Regions from separate parts of the Mus musculus genome. Here all the other regions are linked to region 1. Evidence: chromatin contacts called from public Hi-C and HiChIP or PLAC-seq data. All regions are on one chromosome and are shown on one strand. The core of a region is the stretch at or near the end of the contact, and the rest is flanking DNA. Distances in the headings are between cores, read along the strand shown. Region 1 has its middle 19 kb from the start of Gm33481. Region 2 overlaps Gm33677 (predicted gene, 33677). Region 3 has its middle 43 kb from the start of Ifngas1. Region 4 has its middle 29 kb from the start of Gm33624. Region 5 has its middle 11 kb from the start of Gm33861.

Region 1 (2,700 bases), core at 150-2,649:
GAACCCACAGACAGAAGCAGGAGACAACGGAGCACACATGTTATCCCAGAGCTAGGGACTTGGAAAGACATAGATCCTGGAGACTTGCGGGCCAGCCAGCATAGCCTAAGCCAAGAGCCCCAAGTCAAGGAGCTGACCTTGTCACACCTAACAAAGTCGAAGGCATCTGAGGAGTGGCAGCTGAAGACAGCTTCACACACACACACACACACACACACACACACACACCCTATATACACACCACACACACACACACATACACACCATACAAATATACACATATCACACACTATATATACCACACACATCCCATATACACATATATACACACACATATCACACACATCCTATATACACACCACATATACACTATACACACACATACAATACACACTACACACACATCCCATATGCTCAGGTATACACACATACACTCATACCCCATATACACACACCACACACACCATATACATACTACATACACACACCAAACACACACACACACACAGAGCAGACACATACCACACACACACACAGCAGACACATACCACACACACACACAGCAGACACATACCACACACACACACAGCAGACACATACATACACTCACACTCATGAGCACACAAAAACGTACATTCATGTACAAGAGAATTTCAGAAGTGAAAAAATGATCAAGTTCTATGGAAAAAAAAAAAAAAAAAGGAAACCAGTGTCAAGAAAACCATGAAAACAGGAAGGGATGTGCCAGGCTACAGAACCTGAAGGGTGGAGGGAGCGGGAGACCAAGCTTTGAGCAACTCGCTCTACCTTTGGGGGCCTTCTCTGTTCTGAGTGGCTATTTCTCCTCCTTGCCTTGAGTGAGAACCCCCAGAGGAGTATTTCCCAGCATTGAATGGGGTGTTATTTTTGGTACAAGCCCCTTCGCGCAGGGGAAAGTTTTCTATCGTGCACTGCCCCTCCCCCACCCCAGCCATTGCATTATTCTGGTTTGGTTGTGTTTTTCTAAGTTCCCCTCCTCCCTCTATAATTTCCCCTGGCTGGTCCCCAAGTCACTACTTCCTCCTGTGATCCTGTGCTGTCCCCCACCCCCACCCCCACCCCAGTTTCCCTTCATCTGTTTTCCTTACAGCTTCACTGACACTCCCTCTTGTTTATCTTCGGAGTCATCACATCCTCTATTAACAGAGGTTATCTCAGGCTGTTGACTCCCATCTCAACAGCACTCATTTCTTCTGACCCTACTTTAAAGGGGAATTTCATTTCATTATTTATTCATTTTTTTTTCTCCCAAGGGGATGATCACTCGGATTTTCTAAGGTTCCTGCGGTCCGTCGGACAACAGGAAGGAATTTCATCAGCTGGGAGACAGCTGGTAGGAGACACAGTCCATCCTTCCCCAGGACTTCCTTCCAGCCTCTCTTCTCACTCATCCCTCGGCTCTGCTTCGAATACACTCTCCTCCATCACTTGGCGTGGTCAGCGCAGAATAAGCTTGAGAGAGAATAATAGCACTGGACTCTGTGAACGTTTTCCAGGGACGCCCAGCCTTGATCCTAGGGTGCTGTTAACCAGTGGCATTGAATTTCATTCCAAAGGCATTGCTGTTTACATAAAGCTGTGTCTGTCAGACCCAAGCATGGTGGGAACCACAGAAGAAATTACAGGGAAGGCAAGCAGCATTTGCCTTCAAGATTGGGTCTCTAGGGAGAGCATCACAGTTGTTTTGGGGACAATATGGCCCTGTGGGAATGGTGTCTTGATTTTTCAAGCATACGCACAGCATCTTGTGGGTCTGGAAGAGACTCACCTGGCACCTCTTTTCAAATGAGCCAAAACAAACAGAGGCTATCTTTTGTTTCAGACATCTAAAGCGCTGGAGAGAATCCTGTGTGCAGATGAAGAGAAAGCGCCACTACCAGAGAAATCAAAACCCTGAGCTGTTAAGATACGGAGTGTCAGGAAAGTTTCATCACAAATTGTGGAAGTGCTGGCTTCCTTCTCAGCCTCCACACTTGTCTGCTCAAGACTTGATAGACTGGTCAGCCAGCCGACTGCTCGTTCTGCCAAGAGCAGTCCAGTAGGATTCTTCCTTTTAATTTAATACACTTCTAAATAAAAATACGAATCTGTATTTCATATTTTTATAGTGTGGACTATTGTGATAGGATCCAACTCCTGTTCAGGAGAGAGAGAGGGGGGGGGGAGGGAGAGAGAGAGAGAGAGAGAGAGAGAAGAGAATCAAATGAAAAGCGGAATTCACCAGTTTGAAAGTAGTGAGGTTCCAAGGCAAGAGGCCTAGAGGCAGAGTCTGGGCAGGGGAGGACTACAGAGAGCAGCTCTTTCAGCTGGGCATCTGAGCATCCTGCGAGGTTGAGAAGCTGGGGCACAGATGCCAGAGAATTCCTAAAAATAGACACAGGGGCTGGAGCACACAGCTGGGACTCCCTTCAGGACTTTGCTTCATCGGGACTAGTGGCTAAAAAGAAACAGACTGGAAGCCTCTGGAAAAATTCAGAAGCTTTGGTTCCGGGGAGATGAAAATAGGCCTTTGGGGTGTGCCGAGATGAAGGGTCAGTGTGACATGCCATGCTCCCAAGAGAACGTGCATCTCGAGAGCATATATGTATATGCCATATGTACATATGTGTATACACATATACGTATATGCATATACATTTATATATGAATATATATATACAT
Region 2 (2,700 bases), core at 200-2,699, 230 kb after region 1:
ACACTGTCTGTCCTCAGCAATTTGGAGAATTCACACTCCTTCCTATGACTGTCTTCCCAGGGCTGATTCTGTCACAATGGACGCATTTGCCCTAGATGCTCTGAGACACTGAATTTTTCCTCCTCTCTGTGTACCTCCATGGCCTTGTCCTCTCTGCCTGCAGGTGTTCCCTGCATAGCAATCTAGTCCTGTCCTCCTATCTCCCCTCCCCATCTCAGGTCTCAGACACAAGTCCCACATCTGGTTGGGCGGGCGCCCCTTCCAGGAGCGCAGTCCCTCCCTCTTGCAAGCACTCATTGCTGGCAGCCGGTGCCTCTAAGCTCTTCAGAGGTGAGCCCAGGCAATGGCTGCTCCTTTTTGTTACAGTAGTCGTCAGCAATTCTTGATCTTGGTAGAGATATATCTGTGGGCTAAATCAAAGGACACATAGGGCAGGGTCCCCAGTATTAGCATCTGGCTGACCTACCAAATAAACCAAGACTCCAGGGGCCTTCTGCTTCTGGAAGACTCGAGGCAACAAAGTCTTACCTGTTTGAAACAAATGGTAAGAAGTCTCAAATGAATTGGCACATTGTAGGATTTTGAAGAAGTTTTGATACATTCAAGAAACACTAAAAACACCCACCTGCCCACCCCCTTTCCTGTCTGAACTATGGCTTTGAACTCAGTAGGTAATCATTTTTCTTTAAATAATATTAAAGTCAGTTTAAATGTGACAGGCGTCTTTTCACAAGCACTCCAAGCACCAGCAAGGAATGGATGGACCCGGACAGACCCTTAGGTTCAGTCTTTGCTTGAGGCAGTGAGGCTCTCTAGAAGAGATTCGGCAATGGTAAACCTACTCCCCCACCCTGAGGGAGGGGTTTATAAGTCACCTAAATCAGGACTCCAAAGGTCCTCATAAGTATGGCAGCAAATGCCTAAGATGTGGGGAGGAAGGGAGGTCTCTGAACACTGCGTCCTTTGTCATGCAAGTAGAGCCAACGTTCTGAACAGAAATTGTAGATACTAGCAGACTATCTTTAGAAACAGGAAGTCAGGAACAGCCTATAAATATCTTCCCCTTCCTTCCTGAAGATCACATATACATTTTTTTTTTAAGATCCAGAAAAAACAAACAAACAAAACAAAACAAAAAAGATTTAGAAATAAAGAAAGTGCCTTAGTCTGGCTACTTCCTTTCTAGATTTTTCTAAAACTTTAAAATGTGTTGTGAGGGGAAGAGTACCACTTCAGCTTTTGACTGTTTGTGAGTGTCAGCCCTTTAAAAATGGCTTTCTTCTTTTTAAAACATTTAGTATATTGAGGGAAATCATGACTTGGGGGTTGATAAAAGAGCCCTAGTTACTGCTAGAAAGCAGTGGGGCCCTCAGCTGCGGGGTGTTCAGCAACTCTCCAGCTGGATTAGGCACTGTTGTCTCACCATTGTCCCAGTTGTGTCGGAGTGAGCCTCAGGGACACGTGACATATGCTCTGACCTCAGCCCTTGCTGACACAGACAGTCTTAACAATACCACTCCAACAGACCCACGCCAGGCTGCTCTTCTTTCCAGCTCTAGGTGTGTCTGGTGGGAAAATGATTCAGAGAGGCAGACACAAAATGTCTGTGGGTCCCAGAATCACTGTGAGGAATATTTTCCTAGGATCACCATGGGAGAGAGGGAAGCTGGGAGAATGGTTCAGATACCCATTCTACTTTCAGCCCAGCCCTTCTTCTTTGCCTCAGGAAAGGGCAACTTTTCCTTTCTTTTGTCTCTTTCTTCTAGATGCTAACTCCTCAGCCACTGGTCCTCACCCTCCCTAATGCTGCAACCCTTTAATACAGTTCCTCATGCTGTGGGGACCCCTCACCCCGACCATAAAAATGATTTTCCTTGCTACTTCATAACTGTAATTTTGCTACTGTTATGAATCGTAATGTAATATCAGTGTTGAGTTTGGTCTGTTGTTATGTATTGTAATGCTAAATTCTGTGCCCAAATGTCTGGACCCTAGAGTTGACAAGCTTTTGTTGTGCAAACCTTATTCTTTGATTTAAAACTACTGGTTAAATAAAATTGGTTGAATCCAATTACTGGAGGGATTCAAGGTAGATGGGTTTTGAGTAACCTGGTTGGCAGTGGAGAAGGAGGGGGTGGGGACCAGGAGGAGAAGGAGGAGGGATGAGGGGAGAAGAGGAAGCCTCCAAGAGAAGAGATGGACCGTGAGCATGTGGCCAGGAGAAACAGCAAGTATCTGGGGTTATACCCCTGGGAAGGTAGCCAGGCCAGCAGTCAAAAGAGTAGATTAAGGGTGACCCCCAGTAATTATCAACGCCAAGTAAAATAACCATAGTCGGAGTCTCATTTATTTGTGAGCTAGTTGGGGATAAGCATAACGTGGTTGTACTACACATCTGAAATGCAGCATATCTGACATGTGACCCCTGTGAAAGGGTTGTTAGACACTCCCCCCCCCAAGGGATTTCAACCCATAGATTGAGAGCCACTGCCTTAAGTGTGCCTATGTCTGTGTACATGCTGTGTATAGGTGTGTGAGCACACATGCAAACACACACACACACACACACACACACACACACACACACACACACACCATGGTACTTTGGACTTCCATGCTCTTTCTAAAGCCCCCTCCCACTCAAATGTCAGGCCTTGCCCACCCCCACCTCCTTTTCACCGACATTCTCCAGGCAGCTGC
Region 3 (2,700 bases), core at 156-2,655, 210 kb before region 1:
GGTGACGGTGCAACAGTAGAAACTCCTCTTCAAGGACGACTTGGGAGCTGGCAGTGGTGGCAGGCACACACACACACACACACACACACACACACATACACACACACACACACACACACACACAGAGGAGGGCACACATACACACACATACATATAGACACCCACCCTGTGCACACACACATACCACCCCTACACACACACACACACACACACACTGTATGACTTGGTGTGGGGGCTGTGTGAGCTGTCTTTATCCCCCCTGTTTCCTGAAGCGTGGCCCCCACAGGGGCAGGTACTGCCTGTGAGGTGGGATGCTCACTCCACTGCTCTCACTCTGCTCATTACCTCAGTGATAGGCCCCCGGGGAGATGCTGGCTTCCATCTGCTCTTTAGGAACGTCCTTGTGTAGGAGCGAATTGTGTCCTAACTTGGGTTATTAATTTTTATAGTGAGATCTCAGGGAGGTTATACTGAGTTTACACATGGAAAAGTAGGTAGAAAGTTGAAGGTTTTTCTCCAGTAAAACAGGAACACTCACTACCCCACTATACATACATACATACATATACATACATACATACATACATATATTCACATATGTAGACACACATGCACGCATGTCCAAGTGTGCACACAAATGCACCTATTTTCCCTAGACAACTATATAATGTAGTAAATTACTATAAGTTGTGCTTGTGTGTGTGTGCAAGTATTTGTGCATGTATTTGTGCATGCATGTTCCTATGTGTGTCTATGTGCCTGAGTGCATGTGTTTGAGTCTTTTTCAGGCTTTGCTTCTGAGGATGATGAACACAGAGAATGATGGAGTAAATGAGCCACTCCGGGAGAGTGAGCAATGAATACCTGGGCACGTGCCTGAGATTCAACTGCCACATCTGTACTTGAGTAAAGCCTTGTGGTACACAGTGTTACCTTTATCATCAACATCATCATTGTCATTGTTATCGTCATCATCATACCTTGTATCTCTATATCACCTCTTGCTTGAAAACAGACATTTCAAAAATACACTCAGGCCTTGTCACAGATGTGGGTGGCGAGTGTTATTCTAATCTCTCTCCAGATGAGAAGAGCATAGCCCAATGCCCAGGGAGCTAAAGGAAGCGTTGTAAAACTGAAGCTCAAGCTGACCTGATATAATTTGTTGAAGTGGGTACTGATTTTTTTCCCAGTTTTTTGTTTTTTTTTTACTGAAACATGACCTATGCCCCATAAATTTACATTTTGAATCTGCATATTAGTTATTTTTAATATTTTCGCAAACTTGTGTGCCAAAACCACTATCCAAGAATATTGTTATAATCTCAGAAAGAAACCCCACATACATGTGGGGCCAGTGACCATTTCCTTCCTTTCTCAGCCTCTGGCAACCGCAAATCTACTTTCTGTTTCATTTATTTTTGTCTTTTGCCTGTTACAGAGAGCCGATACAAAAGGCTCCTACATTACCTGACCTTGTGTCTGGATCCTTTAACTTAGCATAGCATTTTCAAGACTCATTCTGACTTATGACCGAGTAAATCCCCTGCCCACCCCCCCCCCCAACCCCCAGTTGTATCGATAGACTGTATTTTGTTTGTTCACGTTTCAGTTGATGGACATTTGGGTTGGATCTACTCGGAGACTATTAAAATAATGCTTCTGTGAATATTTTCTATTTCCTGGAGGGGGGGGATGTCAACAAATGTCTATTCACCCATGATGACAGCTAAAGAAATTGTCCCGTCCGAATCTCACTTAGAAAAATGACAAGCTTATTGGGGACACCGACAGGAACATGGAAGACACAGGCAAAGGTTCCACTGGGAGCTCACTGCACCACGAGACGTTCTGACCCTGAAAAGCTGCATCTTTGGGGTTTCCTTCCTGTGTATGTGTTCAAAACTCCACCCTGCCCTCCTCATCCCATCCTTTTTGACCTACTTGAGTCTGGCCAGCTTTTCTTTCCTCTAAAGGAAGGAGTGTTTCAGTTTGGAGGATATAATGGTGCAACATTAGTGAACACGTTTTCTGTAGACATGTTTTCAGGCTTCTTGGATGTGTATGCAGTTGTGGAATTGCTGAGTGTCAAAGAACTCCAGTCTTTAACATTTTTGAGGAATCGTCAGAGGGCTTTATTTAGAGCAGTGGTTCTTAGCTTGTGAGGCTCAACCCCTTTGAAGGTCGAAGGACGTATTCACAGGGATCACATAAGACTATGGGGACACACGGATGCTTACACTATGCTACATAACAGTAGCAAAGATTACAGTTATGAAATAGCAACAAAAGTGATTTTACGGCTGGGGGTCACCACAACATGAGGAACTGTATTAAAGGGTCGCAGCATTAGGAAGACTGGGAGCCACTGGGTTTGAGCCTGCAGATTTGAATTCCCTCCCATGCTTGTGTAAGTTCTGAGCCTTTGAACCCTCAAGAGCAGCATTTTTTTTATCTACAGTTGTGACAATTACCCATCCTACTCAATGTAATAGTACTGATTGTTAAACAATAGGTGATTTTTAAAATATTGATTTTTTAAAAAATTATTTCAATGTGTGCATGTGCGTATGTGGATCTGTATTTGCGTATGTGAGTGCAGGTGCCTTTAGAGGCTGGAGCGGCTGGATCTCCTGCAGCTGGGGTTACAGATGGTTGTGAGTCACCTGGCTGCTGTGAGCTGAGAATCCCAGGGGGCAG
Region 4 (2,700 bases), core at 139-2,638, 170 kb after region 1:
GAAGAAGTCTTGGTTACCCTGCATCTGGAAGAGCAGTATGCCTTGGATAGCCAACCAAAGCAAAGACAACCTCTGGGAGATCCTGCCTTCATCCAGGTAACCAGGGATGGTAACAAAATCAAGTGGAAGGTGCACCCGACCCCAGAGACTTTGCTAAAGGATGAAAACCGCCAAGTACCTTAGGGTACGAGCCCAACGCTCGTGAGACCCTAAGGCTGAGAGACTCATGTTTCCTTTCCAGCTGATCCAGGTTAGAGTTTGCCTTCAAGAGGAATTGGTGTGGCTTTGCAAGTCAGGACGCAAGGGGAAGTAGTTGCTATTTCCAGAGGCGGTTGCAGGCAGATGTTAGGGACAGGGCAGAGATTTTCTGTAGCTTCCAGAGAACTTTCCAGAGCTGCCTGCTTTGGCCCAGCAGATGAGGTTTCTCTAAGCCTCCTGAAAAGTGGAGCAGCAACCAGGCAAGCCACCAAGATGAGCCTACTCACTTAAACCATCATTGATTGAAACTGTGACCTCCAGCACAGGCATCCTTGTCCCCCTCTCTGCATCCCACAGTGTCACTGAAACCCCAAGTTCTCTATTTAACCCTTTGTGTCTGGCACACAGAAACTGCCTTCTATTCTCAGAACTCTGCCTGCATCACATGTGTGAGACCACATGTAACATCATTTTAACCTTTGGGTTTGTTTGGTTGGTTTTTTTCTTCTTAGAAATGAGAAGATATTAAACAGATCATCCACAGATGGAATCAAATTTTGTTTTCTGTAACATTTGAGGTGTTCCTGACTGGAAAGCTCGGTGTTAGCATTAGGAGACTTTGAATGTCCTCCAGTGAACTCTTATAGAAAGCACCTACACGGAGTTAGATTATGATGCATTTGCAGTTCAGGGCAGGCAGAAATGAGAAGTGAGCACAGTCAGGCAGAGATCGCACAGCCCCAGGGAACTTGAGCTACAAGCTGCTCACACAGCATCCTCCTAAGAATTTGCAAATTCTGTCTTATTCAAATCCTTAACCTGAGAATCCAAAGCTATAAGTGTTAGGCCCTGGAGCCTCGGATACCTGACCTTCAGCAAGGTGGGCTGGAATTGGGAGGTGCACTCTGACCCAAAGACTAGAGGAAAGATACAACTGTACGCCTCGGAATTGGTGGGACGCATTAGCATCAGAGGACAGCACACAGCGTGCATGGGGTCTGAGTTTCCTACTATGAAGGCTGCTAAGAGCGCGACCTTCAGATTCACTGATGTAGAACCAGCCAAGTTATCAAGAGTTGCAGCTTCTTTGCTGGCTGTGGTGGGACCCAGAAAACTCTCCACATTCACTGTCTGAGCCCCCTTTAGGCATTTCCGGTTCGAAGGGCTTTTACTGCCTTGGGCGTTGTCTTTGCTGTTCTGTCTCACAGGCATCCACAGCCTGTGCACCTGGTGCTGTCTGGCGCACGTGTGCTTGCCTTGCTTGGATGGCTGCTCCCTCAGGAAGCTTTCTTGACGGGGATCTAGCCCATGCACCTCCCTTCTCGGTCCTTCTACAGCTCCTCAACTAGTGGCTGCTACTTCCTTATTGCCAAGTGTTGCCCTTAGCCCTGAACTGTGTTATCTCAGCTCTTACAGCTTCCCAGGAGAGGGCTCAGAGGAAAACCTGGAGACAGAAAGGTTCAACATCTTGCTTGTGTCAGAAGCTGGAAAGATTTGGGGTCAGGACTCTGGAGGTCAGAACTTACTCTCTGGAGTCCTGTTATTACCCGGGCTTGTTTTGTGATGATCCTACCAAACTGAGCTCAGAAAAAGAAAGAAAGAAAGAAAGAAAGAAAGAAAGAAAGAAAGAAAGAAAGAAAGGAAGGAAGGAAGGAAGGAAGGAAGGAAGGAAGGAAGGAAGGAAGGAAGGAAGGAAGGAAGGAGAAAAGAAGAAGAAGGAGAAGGAGAAGGAAAAGAAGAAGAAGAAGAAGAAGAAGAAGAAGAAGAAGAAGAAGAAGAAGAAGAAGAAGAAGAAGAAGAAGAAGAAAGAAAGAAAGAAATTATACTGAAAGCTTATGTGACAAGGATTATTTATTTCATGTCCTGTTTCCAGTTCTCATCTCATCTCAGTTGAGACTGTCACTGTCCCCATTTTGCAGATGAGAATGGAAGCTGCTCCTTTGCCCCACCTTCTCAACTCCTCTGATGTGTTCTGAATGTCCCCAGTGTTCTGAATGTCCCGTGTTCTGAATGTCCCCTGTGTGTGAAGGCTCTAAGACAGAAAAGACCCAGCAAAAGCCAAGAACTGCAGCCTCAGTCCCACTAAGTACTAAGTCACAGGGGACCATGCTGGAGACCAGAACAGCCTTCTTCAGCAAGGGGCCACCTCTCGCAGCACAATGAGAGGTCGCTTCTTCCTGACCTCAGGACCATGACAGCTGGCTTGGGAAGAGGCTACAGCAAAGAAGCAGACCTTCAACAAGGCTCAGCTGCCAAAGTCGGAAGTCGGAAGCCGTGACCCCTCCCTGGGGCCTGGAAAGCTGAGACACAGCTGGGCTCCTTCTGCGCTGGCTTTGGGTCACACCTGGGGCTGCGCAAGCAGGAGACCCTTGCGCATGCGCTGAAGAGAGACGAGCACTCCTGCTGCGACAGGCAGGTAGCCAAGTCTCCACTAGGGGTAGGAGAAAGACTAGCTCTGTGCTCTTCGAAGCAATAGAAGTTCTCCCAAGCCTCTGGGGAGAA
Region 5 (2,821 bases), core at 232-2,731, 250 kb after region 1:
GGATAAGAGTAAGGGCTCAGCAATAGCCCCAGGGACCATCCCCATTCCCAGATCTCCAGCACTAGTATTACAGGCCCTTATGCCTGGCTTTTTACATGTCTGATGAGGATACACAATGAGATCCCTGTGTTTGCCTGTCTACCTATGTAGCCATGTCTCGATGCCCCCACCCAGGTCTCTGTGTTAATTATGCTCTACTCACAAAGGGTGTCCCTTATCACAAATAGTATGTACACTTCCCCTCCACTTGATAGGCTTATTTTTCCCAAAATCAGCCTGACTTCTTCCTCAACCCCGGCACTTCTGATGACATCATACCACCCAGCTTTTTATCTCGACACGCTGTCATTTCTAATGTTAATTTTAGCAATTTCATCAGTGGCCGTCAAGGAAATCAATATCCCACGTGGGCTAATCCCTGCCCTAGAGAAGAGCAGCTCTGCGACCCATCTTATTTGCTGATAGACTATCACACGAGAGGGTTTAGTCACTGGCTAATGCGATCCACCGCTGCGCTCTGCGTTCTGTCTCTGTGCTGGGCACTGATGGAGCCTGGAAATTAAAGATGAACAAGATGTGTCTTACTCTAAAGTGATTACTGACCCGTGGAGCAAGTTCTAGGCATTGTGGAAATTATTCATGAGGTGGGTAGGGCCAAGACTACCCTAGATCAGGGTGTCTTGAACTGTGGTCCCTCTGCCAACAATGGCACCATGACCTGGAAACTCATCTGATAAGAGCTTCCTTGGGCTCCTCTGACAACCCTGCTGTATTGGAGCTGTTCCTACAAAATTGATTTAGCATCCTTCCAGGGGTGTTGGCTGGGATAAGGGAGAGAAAGAACCTCCGGGTCTACACCACACACTCCCAACCTCTCTCTCCGTCTCCTCCTTCTTCTACAGAACTAGTAACATAGCCAGGGCACATCAGTCCAGAGAGACACTCCCCAAGATAAAGTAAAACACTGTCTTAGCACGTAAGGACCACACCGGACACCCTCTGCCTAGAACCAGAGAGATGCTTCTCGAAGATCAGCCGTGGTTCAGGCCACGCTGATGCGAACCCCTTCAGTGGACAAGAAAGCACGGAGGCTAAGATTGCCACTTTTGCCCCTGCTGCCTCGGAGGAAAACAAGCAATAGTCTCAGCTTGAGAACTCAAAGCGAAGGGACTCTGGGGCCATCGCGGTGTACGGGGGACCAGATCATGGTCTTAGCCCGTGAGTCCCGTGGCCCTGTGACTACTTTAAGTAAATTAAAGCACGCTGCTTTCTTTCTGGAATTCAAGGACAATGGATCCTGCCCATGGCAGACCTTGGCAGACCTCTCAGAACTCCTGGCCACTGGGTTTTTTTGTTTTGTTTTGGGTTTTTTTTTTTTTTTTTGGCTTCTTGCCACGTGTCATTAGTGACCTATTTTCCCTGCTGTGAGCTCAGCCATATCGAAGGCCCCTGAATCAGCAGTTTCTCCTCCACTTTGCTGGCTCCAGGCTGGTGAAACCGACACTAGCGTCACAGAGCATGCCACCTCGTATGCTCTCCCTCCCGTCCTCGGGGGAGGCGGAGAGCACGTGATCCTGATAAAGACGTAGGCTTTGACCTGAGGCTGCCTGGGAGAGCCCAGCTGTCGTGCCTCCTCCAGATAAACCGCTGAACCTGGGATTATTTTAGCTGAATAAGTAATCAGAACTAAAAATAGCCTTAAACTGCCTGGGCTTTGTTTAAACCCTGCCCAGGTGGGAAAGATAAGGTTTTTTGTTTTGTTTTGTTTTTTTAAATATAATCTAATTACAAAAGCATATTTTAAAACACTTTACTCCAAAATGCAAAAACTACTTTTACAACACGCCTATTTGGAATATAGTGCTCAGTTAATCTGGCTCTCTGAAAAAAAGAAAATGCCGTCATTTGAATTGCATACCGAGTTGAGATTACCAGTTGTTAAAAGCAACCAGAAATTGTGCTTAAACCTTCTAGGGATATCTTCAAACATAAATCCACGTGGGAAAATTACCCTTTGCTGCTTTAAAAACCAGCAAAAGCGAGCTTGCTGCCAGGCCTATTAATCTAGAAGCCACGTCCCACTAGAGGGCGCTGTCCTGGTCCGTCCTTCTCAGCCTCAGCGGCTTCCTGCTTTGTCCCTTTGCAGAGTGCTTCTTTTTTTTTTTTTTTTTTTTTTTTTTTTTTTTTTTGTTTTTTTTTGTTTTTTTTTTTTGTTTTTTTTTTTTTTCCATTTTTTATTAGGTATTTAGCTCATTTACATTTCCAATGCTATACCAAAAGTCCCCCTTACCCACCCACCCCCACTCCCCTACCCACCCACTCCCCCCCTTTGGCCCTGGCGTTCCCCTGTACCGGGGCACACAAAGTCTGCGTGTCCAATGGGCCTCTCTTTCCAGTGATGGCCGACTAGGCCATCTTTTGATACATATGCAGCTAGAGTCAAGAGCTCAGGGGTACTGGTTAGTTCATAATGTTGTTCCACCTATAGGGTTGAAGATCCCTTTAGCTCCTTGGGTACTTTCTCTAGCTCCTCCATTGGGAGCCCTGTGATCCATCCATTAGCTGACTGTGAGCATCCACTTCTGTGTTTGCTAGGCCCCGGCATAGTCTCACAAGAGACAGCTACATCTGGGTCCTTTCGATAAAATCTTGCTAGTATATGCAATGGTGTCAGCGTTTGGATGCTGATTATGGGGTGGATCCCTGGCTATGGCAGTCTCTACATGGTCCATCCTTTCATCTCAGCTCCAAACTTTGTTTCTGTAACTCCTTCCATGGGTGTTTTGTTCCCACTTCTAAGGAGGGGCATAGTGTCCACACT

Evidence for each region. A called contact is a pair of places that touch in the nucleus more often than the background predicts. HiChIP or PLAC-seq counts read pairs in DNA pulled down with a chosen protein or histone mark.
Region 2: an H3K4me3 HiChIP or PLAC-seq map of bone marrow-derived macrophages shows a contact between it and region 1, with 3 times the contacts expected there. The contact joins two enhancer-like sites. A contact is called at or near these places in 4 of 484 Hi-C or Micro-C datasets (Th1 cells, nephron progenitors, peritoneal macrophages and 1 more), 4 of 115 datasets of contacts at active chromatin or transcription factors (bone marrow-derived macrophages, extraembryonic endoderm stem cells, microglia and 1 more) and 1 of 9 other capture datasets (embryonic stem cells).
Region 3: a contact with region 1 is called in an H3K4me3 HiChIP or PLAC-seq map of bone marrow-derived macrophages, with 7 times the contacts expected there. The contact joins two enhancer-like sites. A contact is called at or near these places in 2 of 15 datasets of contacts at CTCF or cohesin (large pre-B cells and pro-B cells), 6 of 484 Hi-C or Micro-C datasets (CD4 T cells, Kupffer cells, cerebellar granule neurons and 3 more), 2 of 115 datasets of contacts at active chromatin or transcription factors (bone marrow-derived macrophages and extraembryonic endoderm stem cells) and 1 of 9 other capture datasets (embryonic stem cells).
Region 4: a contact with region 1 is called in an H3K4me3 HiChIP or PLAC-seq map of pro-B cells, with 2.7 times the contacts expected there. The contact joins two enhancer-like sites. A contact is called at or near these places in 2 of 15 datasets of contacts at CTCF or cohesin (large pre-B cells and pro-B cells), 5 of 484 Hi-C or Micro-C datasets (the 63-12 cell line, Th1 cells, embryonic stem cells and 2 more), 3 of 115 datasets of contacts at active chromatin or transcription factors (large pre-B cells, pancreatic cancer cells and pro-B cells) and 1 of 9 other capture datasets (embryonic stem cells).
Region 5: a contact with region 1 is called in a Hi-C map of uterus, with 3 times the contacts expected there. The contact joins two enhancer-like sites. A contact is called at or near these places in 2 of 15 datasets of contacts at CTCF or cohesin (large pre-B cells and pro-B cells), 6 of 484 Hi-C or Micro-C datasets (the HPC-7 cell line, Th1 cells, cardiomyocytes and 3 more), 4 of 115 datasets of contacts at active chromatin or transcription factors (embryonic stem cells, extraembryonic endoderm stem cells, fibro-adipogenic progenitors and 1 more) and 1 of 9 other capture datasets (embryonic stem cells).

The regions. Positions count from the first base shown.
Region 1 is chr10:118,810,157-118,812,856 of GRCm38.p6, forward strand. No RefSeq gene overlaps it. Among named protein-coding and RNA genes, the nearest start is that of Gm33481, 19 kb to the left of the region's middle. Within about 2 kb of position 1,400, at least 59 of the 459 cell types and tissues checked have an H3K27ac peak or open chromatin away from gene starts, as enhancers often do. A contact at or near this core is called in the 63-12 cell line, Kupffer cells, bone marrow-derived macrophages and 4 more, where this site is marked.
Region 2 is chr10:119,038,937-119,041,636 of GRCm38.p6, forward strand. All of the region lies in intron 3 of Gm33677 (predicted gene, 33677), which reads right to left. Among named protein-coding and RNA genes, the nearest start is that of Gm33677, 10 kb to the right of the region's middle. Within about 2 kb of position 1,450, at least 40 of the 459 cell types and tissues checked have an H3K27ac peak or open chromatin away from gene starts, as enhancers often do. A contact at or near this core is called in bone marrow-derived macrophages, microglia and regulatory T cells, where this site is marked.
Region 3 is chr10:118,598,431-118,601,130 of GRCm38.p6, forward strand. No RefSeq gene overlaps it. Among named protein-coding and RNA genes, the nearest start is that of Ifngas1, 43 kb to the left of the region's middle. Within about 2 kb of position 1,406, at least 46 of the 459 cell types and tissues checked have an H3K27ac peak or open chromatin away from gene starts, as enhancers often do. A contact at or near this core is called in Kupffer cells, bone marrow-derived macrophages and pro-B cells, where this site is marked.
Region 4 is chr10:118,976,998-118,979,697 of GRCm38.p6, forward strand. No RefSeq gene overlaps it. Among named protein-coding and RNA genes, the nearest start is that of Gm33624, 29 kb to the right of the region's middle. Within about 2 kb of position 1,389, at least 36 of the 459 cell types and tissues checked have an H3K27ac peak or open chromatin away from gene starts, as enhancers often do. A contact at or near this core is called in the 63-12 cell line and pro-B cells, where this site is marked.
Region 5 is chr10:119,064,095-119,066,915 of GRCm38.p6, forward strand. No RefSeq gene overlaps it. Among named protein-coding and RNA genes, the nearest start is that of Gm33861, 11 kb to the right of the region's middle. Within about 2 kb of position 1,482, at least 142 of the 459 cell types and tissues checked have an H3K27ac peak or open chromatin away from gene starts, as enhancers often do. A contact at or near this core is called in uterus, where this site is marked.